3 separate regions of the Sus scrofa genome follow, and all the other regions are linked to region 1. Evidence: chromatin contacts called from public promoter capture Hi-C and targeted proximity ligation data. All regions are on one chromosome and are shown on one strand. The core of a region is the stretch at or near the end of the contact, and the rest is flanking DNA. Distances in the headings are between cores, read along the strand shown.

What was found. Promoter capture Hi-C pulls out the DNA fragments that hold promoters and counts their contacts.
Region 2: a contact with region 1 is called in a targeted proximity ligation map of alveolar macrophages. A contact is called at or near these places in 1 of 5 promoter capture datasets (liver), 9 of 47 Hi-C or Micro-C datasets (alveolar macrophages, embryonic fibroblasts, heart right ventricle and 5 more) and 2 of 2 datasets of targeted methods (alveolar macrophages and skeletal muscle).
Region 3: a promoter capture Hi-C map of fetal liver shows a contact between it and region 1, with 5 times the contacts expected there. A contact is called at or near these places in 5 of 5 promoter capture datasets (fetal liver, fetal skeletal muscle, liver and 1 more), 22 of 47 Hi-C or Micro-C datasets (alveolar macrophages, blood, brain and 15 more) and 2 of 2 datasets of targeted methods (alveolar macrophages and skeletal muscle).

The regions. Positions count from the first base shown.
Region 1 is chr4:108,634,641-108,638,530 of Sscrofa11.1, forward strand. DDX20 (probable ATP-dependent RNA helicase DDX20) reads right to left here and starts at 1,742. Exons shown (of 12, transcript XM_001928544.4): 1 at 1,691-1,742; 2 at 1,135-1,505; 3 at 364-458. The coding sequence starts at 1,456.
Region 2 is chr4:108,879,547-108,883,436 of Sscrofa11.1, forward strand. C4H1orf162 (chromosome 4 open reading frame, human C1orf162) reads right to left here and starts at 2,050. Exons shown (of 6, transcript NM_001243390.1): 1 at 2,025-2,050.
Region 3 is chr4:108,852,184-108,856,073 of Sscrofa11.1, forward strand. ADORA3 (adenosine A3 receptor) reads left to right here and starts at 2,117. Exons shown (of 2, transcript NM_001243435.2): 1 at 2,117-2,789. The coding sequence starts at 2,440. All of the region lies in intron 2 of TMIGD3 (transmembrane and immunoglobulin domain containing 3), which reads left to right.

The sequences.
Region 1 (3,890 bases), core at 492-2,991:
AGGCCAAATGCTAAACCTCACTACAACCCAGGAGCAAATAAAAGAACAAAGACTCCTTATCTGTAGTTTCAAGTAATGACAAAACTGACACACTTGGCAGATTTATTTTATTTAACAGGAGTAATGACAGAAATGTCCAAGTTTCTGTAACACAATATAATGTATAATATATAATAACATAATGTATAATGGTCACCATTCGCACCACCACCACTCAACAGCCTCAATGCCTACTTTCCATATGTCTTAACGCAGTCATTCACCAAATTTACTTCTACCTCTGATGAGTTACTGGTATTTCATCTGCCCTGTAGTAAAATCCACATAACATACCCTCCTTTGGGTCCTCTGAGCTAAACTCACCTGGGTGCTTAAGTTTTCAAGGACAAGAGAGTCCAAAGCAATGGTGGAAAATACACAGGTTTTCCCAGTGCCAGACTTAGCTTGAACAATTAAATCTGAGGAGGAAAAAAAAAATTATCACTAGCTAGGACAGACGGAAGATGAGGTACCAACATGAAATCCCAGAACTAGAACGGTCTCCAGGAATCACCTAACGTTAGCACCTTCGTTTTAAGTTAACTCTTAAAAAAAGGTATGAGGCCATATCCAGACACATGCTTCCTCTCTGGACCTCTATCATTTATTTCTTTTATTTTTTTTCTTCTGGCCTAGAAAGCAGGAATTTATGTCCTCAAAGTTTTGGAGGCTAGAAGTATGAAAACAGCGGGGCCACTTTCCCTCCAAAAGTTCACTGGTTCAATCCTTCCTTGTGTCTTCCAGCTTTTGATGCCTCCAGACATTTTTTGGTTTGGAGCGCATTAACTCCGATCTCCGCCTCCATTTCACATGGCTCTCTTCTCCGTCTCCCTTCTCTTCTAAGGACTCTTGTCATTGCATTTATGGCCTACTCTAATCCAGGATGAGATCCTTACTACCGTTTATCCTCTCAAGCCTAGACCCACTGGTCGGTGTGCAATGGACCTTAATCACCTTCAAATTCAGGACTGAGCCTCCGTTTGACAGAGGCAGAAACTGAGGCTCGCGAGCGTGGGGCGTCCCCCGCCCTCGCCGCGGGCCCAGCCGCCGCTGCCCCCCTTCCTCCCTCCCGCCCTCCAGGGCCCCCGCCCTCACCGAGTCCGCAGCGCCCTAGAGGGATGGCCTTGAGCTGCACGGGCGACGGTCGCTCGAATCCGGCCGCCCGCAGCCCCTCCAGCACCGGCCGGGACAGCAGCAGCGACTCGAAGTCCGCCGGCTCTGCCAACAGCACGTCCCCGGTGCGGGTCCGCGGGCCGCCGACGTCGTGAGCCGTCCGAAGGCTCCGCACGGGCAGGGAGGCTGGCTCTGAGGCCGAGAACTGCCCGGCCACCTGCTCCGCGGGCATCGCAGGTTCCGCGGGCATCGCAGGCTCCACGGTCGCTAAGGCCGCTGGGGCTTCCGTCGTCGCCGCCGCCATGGGAGCCGCGCCGCCGGATCTCGCGGTATTTGGGGGCGAGGCGAGGCGCCTGAGAGCGAGAAGAGGAAAAACTTTATTGGCAGTCTTCCCGCGAAGACACAGACAGGCGGGCCTCGAAGAGGAGGGGCAAGGGACGGAAGTCGGAGGCTTAGAAAGACTCGGAAACAGCAGCTACAAGGAAAAACTGTGGCCTGAGGAAGGCGGGAAAAGGGAGGAGAGGGAGACTGAGGCTACCTGTGTGACGCCGCCGCCTGCGGCCTGCAGAGGGCGCCGCGCGCTCACGGTGGGAGCGCCGCCCCGCCCCCCCAGCCCTCTGTGGGCGGGTCCTCCCAGCCGTGCACCGCCCCGTCGCCAGCCTCACAATGCTGCCTTTTGTGATGCGCCCAGTGCGTCACGGTCCCGCCCCCGGACCTCGGCTCCGCCGTCCATTCCTCCCGATCCCCATCCCTGGCCCGCCCCAACTTGCAGCCTCCTCACGTGCCGCTGTACTCATCTCTGCCCCAGCCCCTGGCACACAGTGAGGTCTGATCGAAGTAAATTAAATTGTGCTGACAACTTCCAAATCCATATCTCCACCTTAGGCCTCTCTCAACTCCAGACCTGTTACATCCACCTCCTTCTCAACACCTCCATTCGATGTCTGATAGCTCAGATTTAGCGTTTTCTGTGTGTAGCTTCTGTCCTTTCCCCACCGGCATCTCATGGATGACAACAGTCTTTACCTAAGTCTGCTCAGATGTCACCTTGTCAAAGAGGACTTTTCCTAAACACCCTGAGATAGCTCCCCCATCCCGGCGGCTCCCTGGCGTTTCCCCCTACTCTCTGATCCCTTCTGCTTTATTTTTCTTCATGGTACTTAGCATTAGCTGAAGTCATTTGTGTTTATTGTCTGTCTCCCCCACTGTATGAGGGCAGGGACCTATTCTCTCTTGTTCTCTGCAGTATCTCTCATCAGAAAAAACCAGTCCGACATGGTGCTCGATATTTACTGAATAAACGAGCTCCGATAACAAAGTCCTCCAAGTGTAAGGATTTCTGGAACCAAACCTTTTCACAGTTCCAAATCTAAAGTTATTCTGCACCGAACCCTAACTTTTTCCTTTGTCCTTATACCATAATTCTGGTCATTCTCTCTCACTGGTCTCATTCTTCCCTTCTCCGAGACACACACACACACACACACTCAATTCAGATTCCAAAGGGTGTAGGAGGGACTTTGGCATGGCAATCCATTGGAAAGGGGTCTTCAGGATGCATTTTTTCTTAGAAATTTACAGAACATTGAGAAAATGTCAGCTGTTCATATGAAAGAAGGAGGGCTGTTGGGAGTGGGCTTTCCACACTTTCTCTTAGTAAGTACCCCACTTTCCTCATCTACCTAATCCCCAAATCCCAAACCTGGGACTTGCTCTATATTCCACCCTCCACTATCCCTTTCCCCTAACAATTACGCGAGGGCTGGTAATTTTGCCTCCAAGTATTTCATCCATTTCTTTTCTCCAGTCTCCATAGCATCTGTTCTATTCTTAGGTCCCTTCATCATGGTAACTGTTGCAACAACCTCCTGAATAATTCCCCCCCCCCCAGGCAGGGTTTCTTCTCTCCCAGCCACCCACCCACAGGTGCTGGAGTGATCTTTCTTCAGTGGATATCTTAGGTTGCTTGGGTCCAGCTTCAGATCCTGTTCCTTCTGACAGCCTTTTTTTAGTTCCAGGCTCCCACTTCTCACAATAAATGATTCCAGCCCAGCTCTTACTTTGTTCTGTTTACTTCTTTATTTATTTATTTATTTATTTATTTGTCTTTTGTTTACTTCTTTAAATCTCCATCCTTCTCACTAAGCTACGAGTTTCAAAAGGATGGAAATTTCATTGCCCTATGCCCTCCAGCCCAGTACCAGGCCCTTGGTGGACCTAATCAACTTTGAAGAGTGGACCTTTTCTTGCTCAAACTGATTTTTATGGAGCCGGATTTTCATGCTCCCAGCAATAGTTCTGTAGAACTCATACCAATCACCCATGAAAAAGCCAGCTCTCATCCCAAGAGAAAAACCCTACTTTCCCAGAGAAGAACACTTATAGTTTTATAGACATTGTGTTATTGCTTTTGTTGTTTACAGTTTTATGGACACGAATATTGCAGTAATGTTACTAGGGATGAATTCTATTGCCGTAACTAAAAACACAAATTAATGAAATTTTTCCTCAGTGGTTAAAAATTATAATCATGTTGTTGGTCATAATTTTTAGTGCTGTAAAGTTAAAACATAAAGGTTTTATAGACCATTTAAGAACCAGGTAAAGCATGAGAGTAACAGACACAGAAACCTGTTGGACTGTTGTCTGCCTCCCGGCCTCCCTCAGGATAAAATCACAATGGGACCCCAGCCTCTTTTTCTGCTGTTCTGTCCACCTGGAAACAAGAAGAGGGAAAG
Region 2 (3,890 bases), core at 800-3,299, 250 kb after region 1:
CAGAACATTTGAGAAAGCCAACTAAAACCACACTTCCGCTTGGTAAACACTGAAGTAAGGAGAGAGGCAGAATAGCTGATTTTAAAACGGTCATCGAGGCCTGATGCATTTGCTTCCCTCTCGTTGGCAGGCTGCATAAACTGACTCACTTGCTCTTGGGGCCCTTCCTCAAGGCTGCATCATCAGACACTTCTATTTTATTTACATATTATCTTTTCAAGTGTGACCATGCCCTTATCTGAGCTCTGGTTCTATTTTCTTTTCTTTTTTTTTTGTTTTTTGTTTTTGTTGTTGTTTTTAGGGCCGCATCTGCGGCATGTGTAAGTTCCCAGGCTAGGGGTCCAATCGGAGCTGCAGCTGCCAGCCTGCATCACAGCCACAGCAATGCAGGGTCTAAGCCATTTCATCTGTGACCTAAACCACAGCTCATGCCAACACCAGATCCTTAACCCACCGATCGAGGCCAGGGATCGAACCCTCGTCCTCATGGCTATTGGGCAGGTTTATTACTCCTGAGCCACAACAGAAACTCCTAAGCTATGGTTCTATCATGTTAAGCTTCCTTCTTTTATTTGTTTGTACTAAAATGTGTAAGTACTTAAAGGCAGAAGATTAAATCACTCAAACTCCCACTACCCACTCTTCCTATTTTAGTGTATTTCCTCTTCATTATACTTACATGCATTTTTTAAAAAATCTAGTTGAATTACTTCATTTTGCCTTTAAAAAAAGACTAAGCTTTTTATCATAAACATTTTCCCAACTCACTGAAAATCTCTATAAGTCTTTTATTGGGGATAGGTCTTTCTGTTATAGCTACGCACTGCCGCTTGCTTTGCCAGTTTCTGCTTGTTGATAACAATTGTTGCTACTTTTTAAAAAATAATAAAACAATTTTAGGAGGCTATAATTTTACCTCATACTTAGCCAAGCCCATGACAAAGAATTTTTGGCTCTGCTAAATCGATTATATTTTAAGGTGATTTATTTAGACAATAAATGCTATCAATCACTTGTGTTTCATTAGGTTACATTATCTTTGTCATCAAGCCTCTCACAGTTTCATTTATTCTCACCAGGGAAATGAGATTAAAGAGTAAACAGTATCAGCTCTCAATAGTGAATCAACTTCTAAGTCCTTGGACATGTGGGAGGGTTTGAAGAAGGACACCTCATGGCCACGTACCAGTTACAACAGCAACAGCAACATTATTAAGTGACTTACAATCAAACAAACTTTTAGAGAGTGTGTAATCTAGGATAATAAGAAAGGCGCCAACAGAGACATTTGGTTAGAATTCTGAGCCATGAGAATAGAAAGTCCACCATCCACAGCAGACTCGATAGTGATAACAATTTTTCTAGCACGTTTGGCTCCTTTTCTAATTTAAGAGTCAAGGGTGCTCTTTGCAGAACACCATGAAATATTTATGCAGTATTTTTAAAATATTGAAATACATGTTTGCACTAAACCCTGTATGAACTTACCCTGGGAATTTGTACCTGACTGTTATCACTGGGGAGGTGGGAGAGGAGCAGATCATAGGTTTCAGTAAAATCTTAACTTTCTCATGAGTGGCTCTGAATTTACAACCATCCCAAGGAAATGCCAGCAGAGCCCCCTGAAACAAAAGCTGCCCTCCCTTCTCCCCCACCCCCCAAAAGACAAAGCCATCGCATGATGCCTCAGGGAAATGGCTACTTACAGATTCAGGCCCCAGGGAAAGCAGAAAATACTCCAAACATTTGACAGAAGCATAAATTAAAGTAGAAAGAGGGCTATATCTACTTTTTCACATTTTTTCCCAGCACTGGAGAATCTTACCGCTGGGCATGAAATCCACTGACTAAATGCAACTCTTCTAGATGTCCAGATGCAACTCTTCCCCCCACCCCCACCCCCACCCCCACCCCCACCCCCACCAAATAAAGTTAAAAGTTACAGAAACTGCTTAAAAATTTGATAACATTTTCTTTGGGTATTTATTTCATCTAGATTAAAAGTATGGGGTACACATAGTTACCTTTGAAGAAAAAGTCCGGTCATAAGATGTTATTGTCTAAGCCAGCTTTTCACTTGCTGCTTCTGTCACCACCCTTATTTTGCAGAATGATGAAAGAGTGATTACTGCCACTGCCGCCACCAAGCTTTGTGCCACAAAGATCTTGTTTCAACTCCAGGGCATACTTCCTCTTTGTGGCCAATACGGTTTGTATATATTTTAACTCCATAAGCAGAGAGCTTCTTTTATATCTTTTGACCCATGAATGCCAGAACATAGGGGGATGAGTTCATTTCTAATAAAGTATGTATTGAGTCTATAACCACCATGCCAGGTATGGTAGGGCTCACATTATCTGTCATCAAGTATCTTACAGTTTGGAGTTCCCGTCATGGCTCAGTGGAAACGAATCTGACTGGCATCCATGAGAATGCACGCTGGATCCCTGGCCTCGCTCAGTGGGTTAAGGATCCAGTGTTACCATGAGCTGTGGTGTAGGTCACAGATGCGGCTCGGATCTGGCGTTGCTGTGGCTGTGGTGTAGGCCAGCGGCTACAGCTGCGATTCGGCCCCTAACCTGGGAACCTCCCTATGCCACAGGATGTGGCCATAAAAAAAAAAGTATCTACGGTTTCACTTCTCCTGAGCAGGAAAATGAGGCTGAAGAGCAAACAGTGTTAGGTGCCAGCTGTAGAGATTTTAAGTGTGTTAAGAGTATGACGATTCCTTCAAAGGGAAAATGAATCATTTACATATAAACATTTATGTATAAAATCATATTAATAAGAATAGTCATTAAATAAACACAGTGGGCCATGCAAGTGGCCTAAGTGCCGTGGCTATTTCAGAGAGAAGGCAGGAAAGCTCTTCATGGGGCCCACTGTCTAATTGAGAAGAGAAATGATAAACAAGAAAATAACGGATTAATCGCAGGCTGTGTTACCACGAAGAAAAGAAGCAGAGAGCCAAGCTGGAGACCAAATGATGGGCAAATGTCTTTAGATAAAATCAATGACCAGGGAAGGCCTGTTATCCTGAGAACCAGAGGACAGGGAAGAGCTGGCCCAGCAGAGAATCTGGAATAGATAGTTTCGGGCAGAGCAGAGAGCTCCTCGCAGGCCTGGAAGAAGGGACCGGCTGGCAGAGCTGGTGGAATCAGGCAAGACTCTGTGCAGGGGCCTGGAGCATGGAGAGGGTTTGGATGGGGGAGAAGAGAGGGACTGCGTGAGGAGGTCCAGGCCCAGGCCGGGTTGCTAGGCTTCGGGGGATGTCTTTCGGGGTTATCAGCATGGTTCAAGAGTCGGCCCTCTGTAAAGGGTGAGGAGCAGAAAATAGTTCATAGGTAGATTCAAGACAGATAGTTTATTGAAATCTTTATTTATTTATTTATTTATTTTTGCTTTTTAGGGCTGCACCTGTGGCATATGGAAGTTCCCAGGCTAGGGGTCCAATCAGAGCTGCAGCCACCACAGCCTACACTGCAGCCACAGCGACGCCAGGTCTGAGCTGCATCTTCAACCTACCCCACAGCTCATGGGAAGGCCAGATCCTTAACCCAATGATTGAGGCCAGGGATTGAACCTGCGTCCTCGTGGATACTGGGCGGGTTCATAACCTGCTGAGCCACAACGAGAACTCCATAAGCCATATTGTGTTTAGAAAGTTCCTACTGCATAGCACAGGGAACCATACCCAATCTCCTGGGATATGTATGCATAACTATACAGCACAAATTGTCACAATATTGTAAATCAACCACACTTTATTTTTTAAATTAATTAATTAATTTTGTCTTTTTAGAGCCGCACCTGTGGCATATGGAGGTTCCCAGGCCTGGGGTTGAATCACAGCTATAGCCACTATCCTACACCACAGCCACAGCAATGC
Region 3 (3,890 bases), core at 867-3,366, 220 kb after region 1:
CACATTTTCCAGCGAGTCACCAAGACTCGACAATTGCTTTACAGTGAGGAGGACCCATCTGGGGAGCACGCAGCCTGCTAGAAATTGCTTTCTGTGACTTCCTTCTCGGAGGAAAAGAGCGGTTGCAGTAGAAACATGTAGGAGAGGCCACGGTGGAGGCTGGTGGAGATTTTCATGGTCCCCAAGCGCAGGGATGTGGGCGCTGCTGACACGGGGAGATGCTGGAGCGAGAGAAACGCAGCTGGGGGAGTTCCCTTTGTGGCTTAGCGGGTTACAAACCCACCTGTATCGTGAGGATGTGGATCCCTGGCCTCCCTCAGTGGGTTAAAGATCTGGCGTTGCCGTGAGCTGTGGTGTAAGTCACAGACACGGCTCGGATCCTGAATTGCTGTGGCTGTCATGTAGGCCGGCAGCTGCAGCTCCAATTGGACCCCTAGCCTGGGAACGTCCATATGCTGTGGGTGTCAGCCTAAAAAGACCAAAAAAAAAAAAAAAATTGCAGTAGAAAATTGTCAGAACACTGCAAACCAACTACAATGGAAAAAATAAAAAGCGTTTAAAATGGAAAAAATAACAAAATAAATTTTTAAACAAAGTAGGAGAGGGCTGCCCCTTAAAGTCTGGGGAGTTTGCTCAGGTAGATGTGGCAAGTCCAGCGGGATGAGCAAGGAGACCAGCAGACTTGGGATTCTGCAGGGGAGGTGGTGCAAAGGATGCTGCAGAAGCAGGACAACTAAAGGAGACGCTGGCCGGCCCCATGCTGGGCCATCCTGCCAGTACCCGCTGAGAAGCATTTGTTTGAAACACCAGAGCAGCACTCGCATGATTGTCAAACTTTATTTTGGGCTGTACATAGATTGGTGCTTAACGTCAATATTATAAACTCTTCCGTCCACTGTGTGAGCTAGGGTGCCACTGTTGCTTTGGCTGTCTCTCTCAATAACTCTTCGAGGGGCAGCACTGAGAAGCACGTGACCCTCAGGGACCCTGCAACACAACTGCATTCCAGGGTCTCATTCCCAGCAGTTGAGACCAGGTGAGCAGCTTCGGGGAGAGGGTCAGATTCCCAGACAGACAGCTGTTCCTGCAGGGCGGGGCTCGGGGCAGGAGGGCAGGAGGTGTGCCCCGATTATGTGCACCTGTTGCCCCTTCCTTCCTTTCTGTGTGGCTGGTCATCCTGTTGTCCTCTTGTCCCTCACATAGCTTTGACACGGTCTGGTTGCTAGCGTGAGGGCGTGCTGGGTGTGTGGGCTGAGAAGGGGAGATGAGGCGCCAAAGATGTGATGCTCACGGGAGGTGTTCACATTTTGCTCATCCAAACAGGGCATCTTAATTTGTCCCTTTGGCGAAAGATCTTTGATCCAAAGCCTGGGTTCCAGCTGTGCCCCGGGAAGGGTCAATTCATGTGGGTGAATTCTCAGCACTTGCCGTTATGCACTGTGTCATCCATCTGGGCTGATATAACCAAATACCCAACACTAAGTGGCTTAGAAACAAGAGACATTTATTACTTATAGCTCTGGAAGTTGGGAAGTCCAAGATAAGTCCCCAGCAGAACCCGTGTCTGGTGTGAGCCCACTTCCTGTACATAGATGGTGGAAGGGGCAAGAAAGCTCTGTGGGTCTCTCTTAAAGGGACACTAATCTCATTCATGAAGACCTTTTATGACCCTGTAACCTCCCAAAGCTCCCACTTCCAAATGCCTTGACCTTGAGGGGCAGATTTCAACGTGTGAGCTTCGAGTAGACACAGATTGTCAGTCTGTAGCTTGCACTCAGAAACAGCCCATTCTGGCTGAGGTTAAGAGCCTGCCACCAATGTCCACTTCTTGTTCCTCTGCATGTTCTGTTTACGTCCTTATCACGGGATCTTTCTGCTAAGCTAGCAGAAAACGAGAACATGACATAGTCAGTGCTCCAGCCCCTCTCCCACCCAGTGTGACATTCTTATCCGGTCCCCGAGTAAATGAAGGCTGAGCCTCCTTCATGCCACACACATCCCCCCCCCACCCCGACCCCGTTCTTTCCATCTTCTCGCCGAGGGCTCCTGGCTCTGGGCTTCCTCTTGGCCCATCTCACTTCCTGAAACAGCACTGAAGAGCACTGCTTATCTCGATGGAGCTCGAGTAGCCCTCTGGAGGTGGGGGAACTGAGAGCCGTGGCACTTTCACATTCGGCCCACACAGAACTGTCCTCCAGGCTTCTGGGAACTCGGGGACGTGTAGCCCATGTCGGGGCTGGAAGTGATGGCCCGGTGATGGGCTCTCTTTCAAGAGAGGGGGTTCCACCAGCGCAGAGAAGGAATGGGCCAGTGGTGAGTTCTGGACTGCAGCTGCTGCCCCTGGACTCTGGCAAGATGTCGGGCAAGAGCTAGGCTCCCTGGTCCACGCGGATCCTGCGGGCACATCTGTCCCCTGGGAGGCTCCTCTTGGAGAGCAAGATGCTGGTCAACAGCACTGCTGTGTCATTGGCCAGTGTGGCCTACATCACTGTGGAGATTCTCATCGGGCTCTGCGCCATAGTGGGCAACGTGCTGGTCATCTGGGTGGTCAAGCTGAACCCCAGCCTGAAGACCACCACCTTCTATTTCATTGTCTCCCTTGCCCTGGCTGACATCGCTGTTGGGGTGCTGGTCATGCCTTTGGCCATCGTCGTCAGCCTGGGTGTCACGATCCACTTTTATAGCTGCCTTCTCATGACCTGCCTGCTGCTGATCTTCACCCACGCCTCCATCATGTCCTTGCTAGCCATTGCCGTGGACCGATACCTGCGGGTCAAGCTCACGGTCAGGTAACTAGGTTGAAGAGGGGTGCCGTGCAGCAGTGCGAGGGGTGCCTGGGGAAGGGGGTTACAACGTTCAGATCCTGGACTTTTTGAGTGGAAACCAATCCAAACTGGCCTCTGAGCTTGAAAGAGGTTCTTCTCCCCGCTTGGTGTGTGATGAGGGTTTAGCAAGGACGAGCTGAGGCTCAGGAACTAGAAAGCAGAGGACACTCTGACCGCACCACCCCCATCTCCACCCCCACCCCGCGCACCAACTATGGGAGTGAAGTGCTCGAATCCCAGGGGGGTGGGGGGGCTAAGGATGATAAAAGCTTGATGCATCTTTAAATAGTGAAAAATGCTCTTGATTTTTAGAAATGACAGAAACATACCAGATGATAAGATAAGCAGACAGAGAAGAAGAAGAGATAAACTGATGGTTTTGCTCTTTGCAAATGTAGGTTATTTTAAACCTATCTTAACTTTGCTTCCTCTTCCATGTTGAGAATGGAGCCCAAAAAGTTCTCCATGGCAGAAAGTAGTAACAACCTCTCGTGTGCCCATGTGAACAGAACAGACTGCCAGATAGAGAAACCGAATTCCCCAGATGTCCTGAGCTGCACTGGTCTCTGTCTCTCCTCTTCTCTTGTGGGAAGTGCATGGTGAGGAAGCCACCGACTTGGCTTCAAATCCCAGATCTTGAGGTCTGATCTTGGGCCAGTTATTCACCTTTTTCTGCCTCACTTCCTCAGCATAGTGGTCAAACTGCTCTGAACATAGACTTACCTCTTTCCAGTTTTAGCTCCACCACTCTTAGCTTGTACAAGCTGCTTAGCTGGTCTGTTTCATTTTTTTTTTTTTCAATGATAAAATGAGGATGATAATTGCACCTGCCTCATAAGATCAAGTGAGTCAATGCAGGTAAAGCTCTTTGAAATATGCCCGGGACACAGTCTAGACTCAGTCAATGGTAGCGGTTAACTACTGTGGTGCCATTACCATCCACCAAATGGACATTATCATAAAAATACCTCCCGTTTGTCATGAGATTTCATTGAGAGAAAGTCTACTGAGGCCATAGTACTGGAAAATCTGTTTCCTTCTTGCAGTCTGTGTAGAATGTTGTCA